2 separate regions of the Zea mays genome follow, and region 1 is linked to region 2. A link is a contact called in public Hi-C data. All regions are on one chromosome and are shown on one strand. The core of a region is the stretch at or near the end of the contact, and the rest is flanking DNA. Distances in the headings are between cores, read along the strand shown. Region 1 overlaps LOC103626626 (putative adagio-like protein 2). Region 2 holds the start of LOC100500712 (cell number regulator 11).

Region 1 (4,137 bases), core at 954-3,453, 430 kb after region 2:
TCCAAACTGTCGCCCAGGGATATAGCATCAGTAAACTCTGTTTGCAAGCGACTTCATCACATGACAAGGAATGAAGACCTTTGGAGGATGGTTTGTCAGAATGCATGGGGCACTGAAGCTACTCGGGCCCTTGAGACTGTGGCAGGATCAAGAAGTTTGGCATGGGGCCGGCTAGCACGAGAGTTAACCACCCTTGAAGCTGTTGCCTGGAGGAAATTGACAGTCGGTGGTGCAGTTGAGCCATCTCGCTGCAACTTCAGTGCCTGTGCCGTAGGGAACCGTGTTGTTCTATTTGGTGGAGAGGGTGTTAACATGCAGCCGATGAATGATACATTTGTGCTGGACTTGAGTGCCAGCAAGCCAGAATGGAGGCACATCAACGTGAGCGCAGCTCCTCCTGGTCGCTGGGGCCATACCCTGTCATGCCTGAATGGATCACGGCTGATTCTGTTTGGTGGCTGTGGGGGGCAGGGTCTGCTTAATGACGTCTTCATTTTGGATCTTGATGCACAGCATCCAACTTGGCGTGAGATTCCTGGCCTTGCACCCCCTGTACCACGGTCATGGCATAGCTCCTGCACTGTTGATGGAACCAAGCTGGTGGTTTCTGGTGGATGTGCGGACTCTGGTGTTCTTCTCAGCGATACCTACCTCCTAGATGTGACAATGGAAAGACCTGTTTGGAGGGAGATACCTGCATCTTGGTCTCCACCTTCAAGGCTGGGGCACTCGCTATCTGTCTATGATGGCAGGAAAATCCTGATGTTTGGTGGCCTTGCTAAAAGTGGTCCTCTACGACTTAGATCTAGTGATGTGTTCACTCTAGATTTAAGTGAAGACAAGCCTTGCTGGCGGTGCATAACTGGCAGCAGGATGCCAGGAGCTGGTAATCCTGCTGGGGTCGGCCCACCACCTCGCCTCGACCATGTTGTCGTGAGCCTTCCTGGTGGGAGAGTTCTGATATTTGGTGGTTCTGTGGCGGGTCTTCACTCTGCTTCAAAACTTTACCTCCTGGATCCAACGGAAGATAAGCCAACCTGGAGGCTTCTGAATGTTCCAGGGCATCCTCCACGGTTCGCCTGGGGCCACAGTACTTGTGTTGTCGGAGGGACAAAGGCAATAGTTCTTGGAGGACAAACTGGAGAAGAGTGGACGCTAACTGAAATACACGAGCTTTCTCTAGCAAGCTCATTAGTCTGAAGATGGGAAGGTCCCAGCAAGCTTTCCAGCTTCCTTGAAGCAATGTCTCTGGAGACAGCTACCTGTTCATATGACTTGAGGCAGATTTTTTTTCCAACAGTGGTGTGCAAGCACAAGCACAAAAGGGTTGGTGAAGTGGACAACCAGACCTGATTACTTGTGCCATGCCTGGGAGTCAGCTGGTCTAAAAGTAGGAATAAGTTACCTCTGCTGCTGCTGTTCGTATGATCTGAAATGATGGAATAGCTGGCATCCATAAGCTAATCTCAGTTCTTATCATGTTTCAAATGGGACACTGGCATTATGTCGCTGGAGCCCCTGATGCAACAGGTACCCTGCCTTCTGGTTGCGCCTGCCTTCGGTGACAACTGATGCTGTGGTCTTCTGTTTTTTGACCCATCAACTGCTGTGAAGCTTCTTTGTTATGCTTTTGCGCCACTTCGTGCTTACTCAATTGCTGCTTTCTGGAGAAGCTGTAACACAGACACACCTGCTGTATTTAATTTTGCCTTTCGTATCACTTTGTGCTTACCTCAGCTGTTAGTGATACCTATAACATTTTCTTTTTAATCTGATTATCAAAGGATGAATTATGAATATCAACAGTTCCATCTTACCGCGACATTTATCTTACCTGGGATCAGGGTTTGGTGCTGGCAAACCAACAACAGGCGACGGCCATGTATGTGTCGTGTCTAGAGTTTCTGTTATTTGATTTTTATCGTCTTACTATGATTCAATGTGTAAATATTGTTATCGTGACCTGCCGAACTGCCTGGTTGGCTGCTTATATTATCGACAACTATAACCGTTCCAAACAGAGTTTTTTCTTTCCATTTTGTCATCTCTGACGCATCAGAGAAAGAAAAAGGGACACTAATGGCGTACAAGGTACAAAGACAAGCACAGATACCAGGCATCTGAACCGGAATCAAGCAGACACGGCAGGAAAGCCATCAGAGGAAAGGCAACTGAAGTCGGCAAGGCTAGCACGAAAGCACTCGATAAGCCCAAGCACAGATCACAGACAGTCCAGCACGAAGTCTGCTCGCGAGGCCGACACACGCACACACTAGCAGCTCCTTTCATCGCCTTCCAGCACGGAAGGTCTTTCACAGTCCCAGCAGCGCAAGCATCCACATATGAAATTCAAAACTCGTATCAACGCATAGGACACACATGTGACCTCAGTCTCTTCAAATTTTAATTCTCTTGCTATCAGCTCTCGCTTGATTTGCGAGCTTCGTGATATACACAAGTGCTTGTTGAATGTTTGAAGAGAAGATGTCTGAGGAGAAGAAGGTTGTGGACCCCGCTCTTGCTGAATTTTACGAAGCTATGGAAAAAACAAACACAGAGAACATCACAAACAAAATAATGGCAGATTTGTCTGAACATTTTAATGATAGTGATGAATATGATGTGAAAAGTGGGGATAAAGATTCCGAAGATCGGCCCTGGCGGCCAAGCCATACCATCTTCGGAAAGTAGTCTATCAAACAGAGCCATATTGATGCCATGAAGGTGATATATTTTCATGACATGTCTATTGTGAGAGTTGGAGGAGACAGCGCCGCCCCTGCGCCAGAAAAAGATGAAGTTGTTGTTTATAGAAGCTTTATGAAAGCAGGTCTTCGATTCCCTTTGAGCAGATTTTTGGTTGAAGTTTTGAAGACATTTGAAATCTTCCTTCATCAAATCACTCCTGAAGCTATAATCAGAATGGGTATTTTCGTTTGGGTCGTGAGAAGCCAAGGGCTGGAGTCGAGCGCGAAGTGCTTCTGCAACATGCATTAACTTCTGTACGAGACGAAGGCCACTGGTAAAGAGCAATATCACAACAACTTCGGTTGTTATGGCTTCGTTCCTCGCTCCGATGTAAGTTACCCCGTTCCAACATTTCGGAAAAGGTGCCCGGGGCCTGGATGGAGGAATGATTTTATGTCAAGAATAATCTAATTGAAAGGGAAGACATAAAGGGGATTATCCAACGCCCCATCTGGTCTCGCTTCGGCCTCCGAAGACCGACTACTGCACTTGAAAATGATACCGAAGCATGCCAGAAGGCTTTCAACAATGTATGTGCCTTCATTGGCACAAGAGACCTGGTTCAAGAGCACATAGCCTACAGGGTATGGCCACTTGTGGAAAATTGGGAAATGCCAAAAGAGACTGCTGCCGGGTCCAGTCAGGGTGAATTGGTTTACTTGAAATACACCTTCAGGTACAGAGACCGATTTGATGAACCAAACGATGATTGGCTGAAATATATTGAGGCTACTAACGACGAGTTACTTGGGGTATACACTAGAGTCGAAGATGATGCTTTGACCTCAGCCTTTGGAGGTCGAGGCAAGAAAAGGTTGAACATAGTTTTTGATGTGGTTGGTTTCATATACCTTGATTACTGCTACCCCTCGTGAAAGCAGGGGAAAAGGAGGAAAATGCCGTTTCAGCCATCTCTGTTGTGCCGAAGGGCAAAAAGATCAAGGTTTTGACGCATCAGTCGAGATACATTGAGACGGCCACAGTGCCTAAATTTGATGAAGGAGCATCTTCCACTGTTAAAGCTGAAAGTAGCCTAGAGGGGGGGGGGGGTTGAATAGGCTACACCTGAAATTTTTCACTAAAAACTTCGAGATAGGTCAAATTAAAGTTGCACTGGTGCAAACCAGTTCAGTTGATTTTGTTTACAACTGAACAAGTTTGAACCTGCTCAACTTAGATTAAATAATCAGTTAAACAAATATGACGAAGTAGTGAAAGATTTTGCTAATGACTTGCCCTACAGAAAAATCCGCTCAAATAGATGAATATGAACCAACCAACAATTTAAGGCACTTAACAAGAACGCACAAGAACACGCGATTTAACCCAAGGTTCGACAACCACCACTAAGGTGTCCTACTCATTGAGGAGCCCACAAAGGGCCGGGTC
Region 2 (4,273 bases), core at 121-2,620:
CCATGTGGAAGCCGCGTTTCTGGAGCTCCGTGTACTCCTGGCAGAGCGCGCAGGGGCCGCACCAGAAGTGGACGCAGCAGTCCATGCAGGGGGACTCTCGCAGGCTGTACTGCGACCGCATGGAGGAGCGCTTGGCGCAGCCGTACAGCCACTGCCAGCCTATCGTCGACAGCAGGTAGTACAGTGTGCCACTCATGCAGCACGCTGCAAATATGCAATGCGGGACGGATCGTCAGCCAAAAGGAACAGGAGAGATGGAGACGAGACGAGGGGGGCAGTAGTAGTATGGGAGTGAAGTGGAACGCGTACACGTGGAGCCTCTGTCCACGATCTCCGCGGTGCGGCCGAACGTGACGCAGGGGCACCAGAGCGTCAGGCAACCTGCAACGTGGTCGATCGTCGGCCGGGAGAGAAGGGACGGAGAGCTGAAAAACATGCATCGTAGTACGTACGGGAAGAAGAAGAAGAGAGAGAGAGGAGAGTAGCTTGCTATAGCTAGCAGGTTTGTTTGCACTGCGTACAGGTGTGAAGATCCCCGAAGCAGTCGCAGAGCCCCACGGACCACTCCCCCGGCATGCTGCGAGCTGTTCACGCAGACGCGCGCCGTCAGTTGGTCGGGTTTGGATGCGTTGCGGCGATTAGTTTCTGTATGATCTCGGTGGTTTCAGGCAACGCGACCTTTGGTCCTCTTGGTACCACTATATAGCAGTATCGCTCTAGATAGCAGCAGCCCATCTCAAAACAAAAGGCCTAGTCTTGGCCTATGCCTCTCTCTCTCTCTCTCTCATGGATACATGGATTGATCCGCCAGAGGAGAGAGGGCCTCCATATCGATCCATCCATGCCGACTGGGCACGCTCTGGTTTGAACCATTCCTTCTGAGATCCCCATGCATGATGTCCATGTCCTGGCAACAGTTTAGGATCTTCCAGTTTCTCGGTAACTTTCGTTCCTATATATATTACTCCTGAACGCGCTCAGCAGTGCAGCGTCAATGATTCCAAGTTATTTAGTCCCTTCGATTCATCCTGCATCAATTTTTTTTAAAAGGATCAGAGACACCCAGATGGGTGGGCCAGAGGAAAGAACAAACCGAGCCAAGAATATACAGAGAAAAGAATAAACCTGTTGACTCGGTGAAACAAACAGCATTAGCTCATGCATGACTCACTGAACTGAATTGCGTCCAGTATTCAACAAAACTGTTCCAGAACAAGTCAGACTTGGGTCTACACAAGAGGGGTCATGCAAGAGTTATCTGTTCTGCAATCTTCTTTTCTTTTTTGAACCATATTTTGAATTGCTGAGGGGCCTACCCAACGTGTTTGGGACAAAAGGCTTTGTTGTTGTTGTTGTTGTTGTTGTTGTTGTTTGAATTGCTGAGGGAAAAAAAACATGCAACCAAATTGGTTATGATCAAGCTATTATTCTTTGTTTAAATGTAGTAGTGCAGTTGTATGTTGGGGGCATATATCTGTACCAGTTTACCAAACAAATAGGAAATCCTTACTGAGAGATCCAGGGACTACCATATTGTGAACTGATGGAGAAAAAAAAGAAATTCAACCGCATTTGTTATGATCAAGTTGTACTTTCAGTAAATGTAATGCAATTGTATTGGGGGTACATATCTGCTCTAGTTTACCAAACAAATAGCACATCCTCACTCGCTCGAGGGGTCTAGTTTTTTCCCCCCCCCCATATAATCCATTGCATCTATTAAGCTCGATTCTTGGTACATTAAAAGGTAATGCCCACAGGTCACCTAAAACTAAAATTACAAATCGATTTTACATAACTACACAGCTGATTGAATATCTCCAGATGAATGATTATGGTGCCAGGGACACCAGCAGAAGTACACAACAAGAGAAAATAGCTCAGGAGAATGGTAACATCTCAGACCATGGGTAACTTATGTTCAGGGACACTAACAGGAGCTACGGAACTGATCACCAGCCTCTATTCTCCATGCTAACTAAAGAGTAACTTATGTTCATATGACACTTGACACCACTGCTCCGACCATGGGTCCATTATTCGGTCACCTATCCAGTGCGGGACTCTTTGCTTGACTGGGCCAAATGAATCATTTGCCAATTGCCACATACTATCATATTGATCCAATCTTTGGGTTCTTTAACATAGGCTATTTCACTGCAGAAGCACTCCGATGCAAGCCAGTCATTGCACTGGCAATCTTACCGCTCGAGTGCTTGATCTGGAAGCTCCCAGCCCTCCTGGGCCGGGGCATGTAGAGGGCACTGAGCATCTTCTCCAAACCATCGACAGTGTACCTTACATACTTGCTGGCATTTCCCTCTTGCTCCACAAGTGGCCCATAGTTCTGCATGTAGCTCCGGTAGGTAGGGACGATAGTCTGCACCACAAGATTACATGTCCTCTCCCGCAGATCCTTGTCTGGTATAACCCACGACGATTGCCTGCGATGCATCTCATCAAAGCTCGAATTGAATGTTTTGAGGCGCTGCTTCACCAGGTCCCTTGCAGTGGCCCGGCCCTTGGAGAACAATATTAATCCCTCCCGGTTCAGTAGCGCTGAAAGTGCTCCCCAGCTCTCCCTGATGAACATTGACAAATAGTATTCCTTGTATTGTTCATGCTCTCGCAGCCACACATCACCCAAGACCTCTCCTAGCTTAGTAGCCTTCAGATGCCTGAAGAAATGCCAATGGGTATTCATCATGAAGAGATACGACAGCGTAGCGTTGTCATATGCCTTGGACCAAACATCGAAGTTAGCTTCAAGGGCCTTGACGATGTTTAGCACCGCGTCAACAAGCATCCTGTCATTGAACGCCTCCTTGCGCCAGCTGCGATGGATAGTTAGCGCCTGCCCAAGCACAGGCCTGTATTGCTCACCAAGCAGTCGGTTGCAGTACTCAACGACAAAGGTAACTAAGCGCGGCACGCCTCCATCAACTGGGGGAGGCATGTGCCGCTGCAGCTCCACCTGCACAATCAACTCCTCAAAGATCTCGACGGCGCCGTCTATCAACAACTTGACAAGGTCCCTTGTCTGGCTCTGAATCTCCGCGCACGCTTTGCCACCGAACAACCTGTTGAAGTCCAGTCTCAGCTTATTCAGAGAATCAAACACCTCCAGCAGACGCTGGAGCTTGATGGGGTCCTTCTTGGCATCAGCAACCGCGCGGCCAAACCTCAAGAAGTCAAGAACCCCGGCTTGTGCCGCCACCTCTGCAAAGCACGCGGACGCGACATCCTTATGCTGCCCAAACACCTTGGCACAGAGCTGCCGCTCCGAGTCGAGGAGACGGCGCACCACAAACTCCAAATGCCGCCTCCACAAATCAAGAGCAGGTCCCAATGCCTGCGCGTCCTGAGAAGGGTCGCGCAGGTAGTCGAGGCCGAGAGCACGAAGACTTGCACTGACCACACCCCCGCGCGCATCGATATAAGAGGCCACGCAGCTGTCTTGCCTGCCGTTGGCCACGAGGCGATCGAGGATGAGGGTGAGCTTGTGGACGGCGACGGCAGGCACGCGGGAAGGCGTGGCCGATCCAGCGGCGGCGCCGGTCTGCGGCATCGCGAGCGGCGCGGAGTGGTCGGCGAGGAGGCGGCGGAACTCGGCCTCGAGCATACTGAGGGCGGCTGCCAGGAGCCCGCCGTCGAGGTCGCCGGCGGGGGGTGTCCTGAGCTCGTCGAGCGTGACCCCGAGGTCGGCGAGGAAGCGCTGGTCGGCGAGGTCGCGGTCGCCGAGGTACTCGACGATGTCGGCGAGCCACTGCGCGGCGAGCCCGCAGTTATCGGCGAGGAACCTGTGCGCCTCCTCGAGCTGCGCCAGGACGGCGAGATACCCCGGCAGGTCCCCGGCCGCGCCCGAGCCCGCGGCGCCTGGCGCCAGGAGCGGCGGCTCGAGGCCGTGCACGGCGTCGAACACCTTGAGCACGGCGGCGGCGGGGCTTACGGCGCGGTCGATGTGGGGCCCCGCGGCGGCGAGCTCGGCATGCGGCGCGCGGATTGGGCGCACCGCGGCCTCCAGCGCCAGCAGCGCCGCCTGGATCTCCTCTAGACGGGGCCCCGCGCGGGCCAGCGAGTGGCCCAGAGCGCGCGACTTGTCCACACCGGCACGCAGCGTGCGCCGAGCCGCCGCAACGCGGCCCTCGCCGCCGTGATCCATCCCGGCGGCTGCGCCCTACGCAATGCAGGGCCCCTGGAGCCTCCCTCTCGGGCCCTTCCTCCCCTCTCTCTCCTCTCTTCGTCTCGCTGGAAGCGCTGTGGATTGCTTGCG

What was found. A called contact is a pair of places that touch in the nucleus more often than the background predicts.
Region 1: a contact with region 2 is called in a Hi-C map of ear, with 1.9 times the contacts expected there. The contact joins the enhancer-like site here to the promoter of LOC100500712 in region 2. A contact is called at or near these places in 2 of 25 Hi-C or Micro-C datasets (ear and tassel).

What each region holds. Positions count from the first base shown.
Region 1 is chr5:82,651,533-82,655,669 of Zm-B73-REFERENCE-NAM-5.0, forward strand. It overlaps LOC103626626 (putative adagio-like protein 2), which reads left to right. Exons shown (of 2, transcript XM_008647029.4): 2 at 1-1,822. The coding sequence ends at 1,200. Among protein-coding and RNA genes, the nearest start is that of LOC103626626, 5.7 kb to the left of the region's middle. Within about 2 kb of position 2,204, at least 16 of the 20 cell types and tissues checked have an H3K27ac peak or open chromatin away from gene starts, as enhancers often do. A contact at or near this core is called in ear and tassel, where this site is marked.
Region 2 is chr5:82,222,169-82,226,441 of Zm-B73-REFERENCE-NAM-5.0, forward strand. It overlaps LOC100500712 (cell number regulator 11), which reads right to left and starts at 1,371. Exons shown (of 4, transcript NM_001397140.1): 1 at 795-1,371; 2 at 522-577; 3 at 310-381; 4 at 1-204. The coding sequence starts at 904. It overlaps LOC100304423 (exocyst subunit exo70 family protein G1), which reads right to left. Exons shown (of 1, transcript NM_001165857.1): 1 at 1,793-4,273. The coding sequence starts at 4,162. The coding sequence ends at 2,150.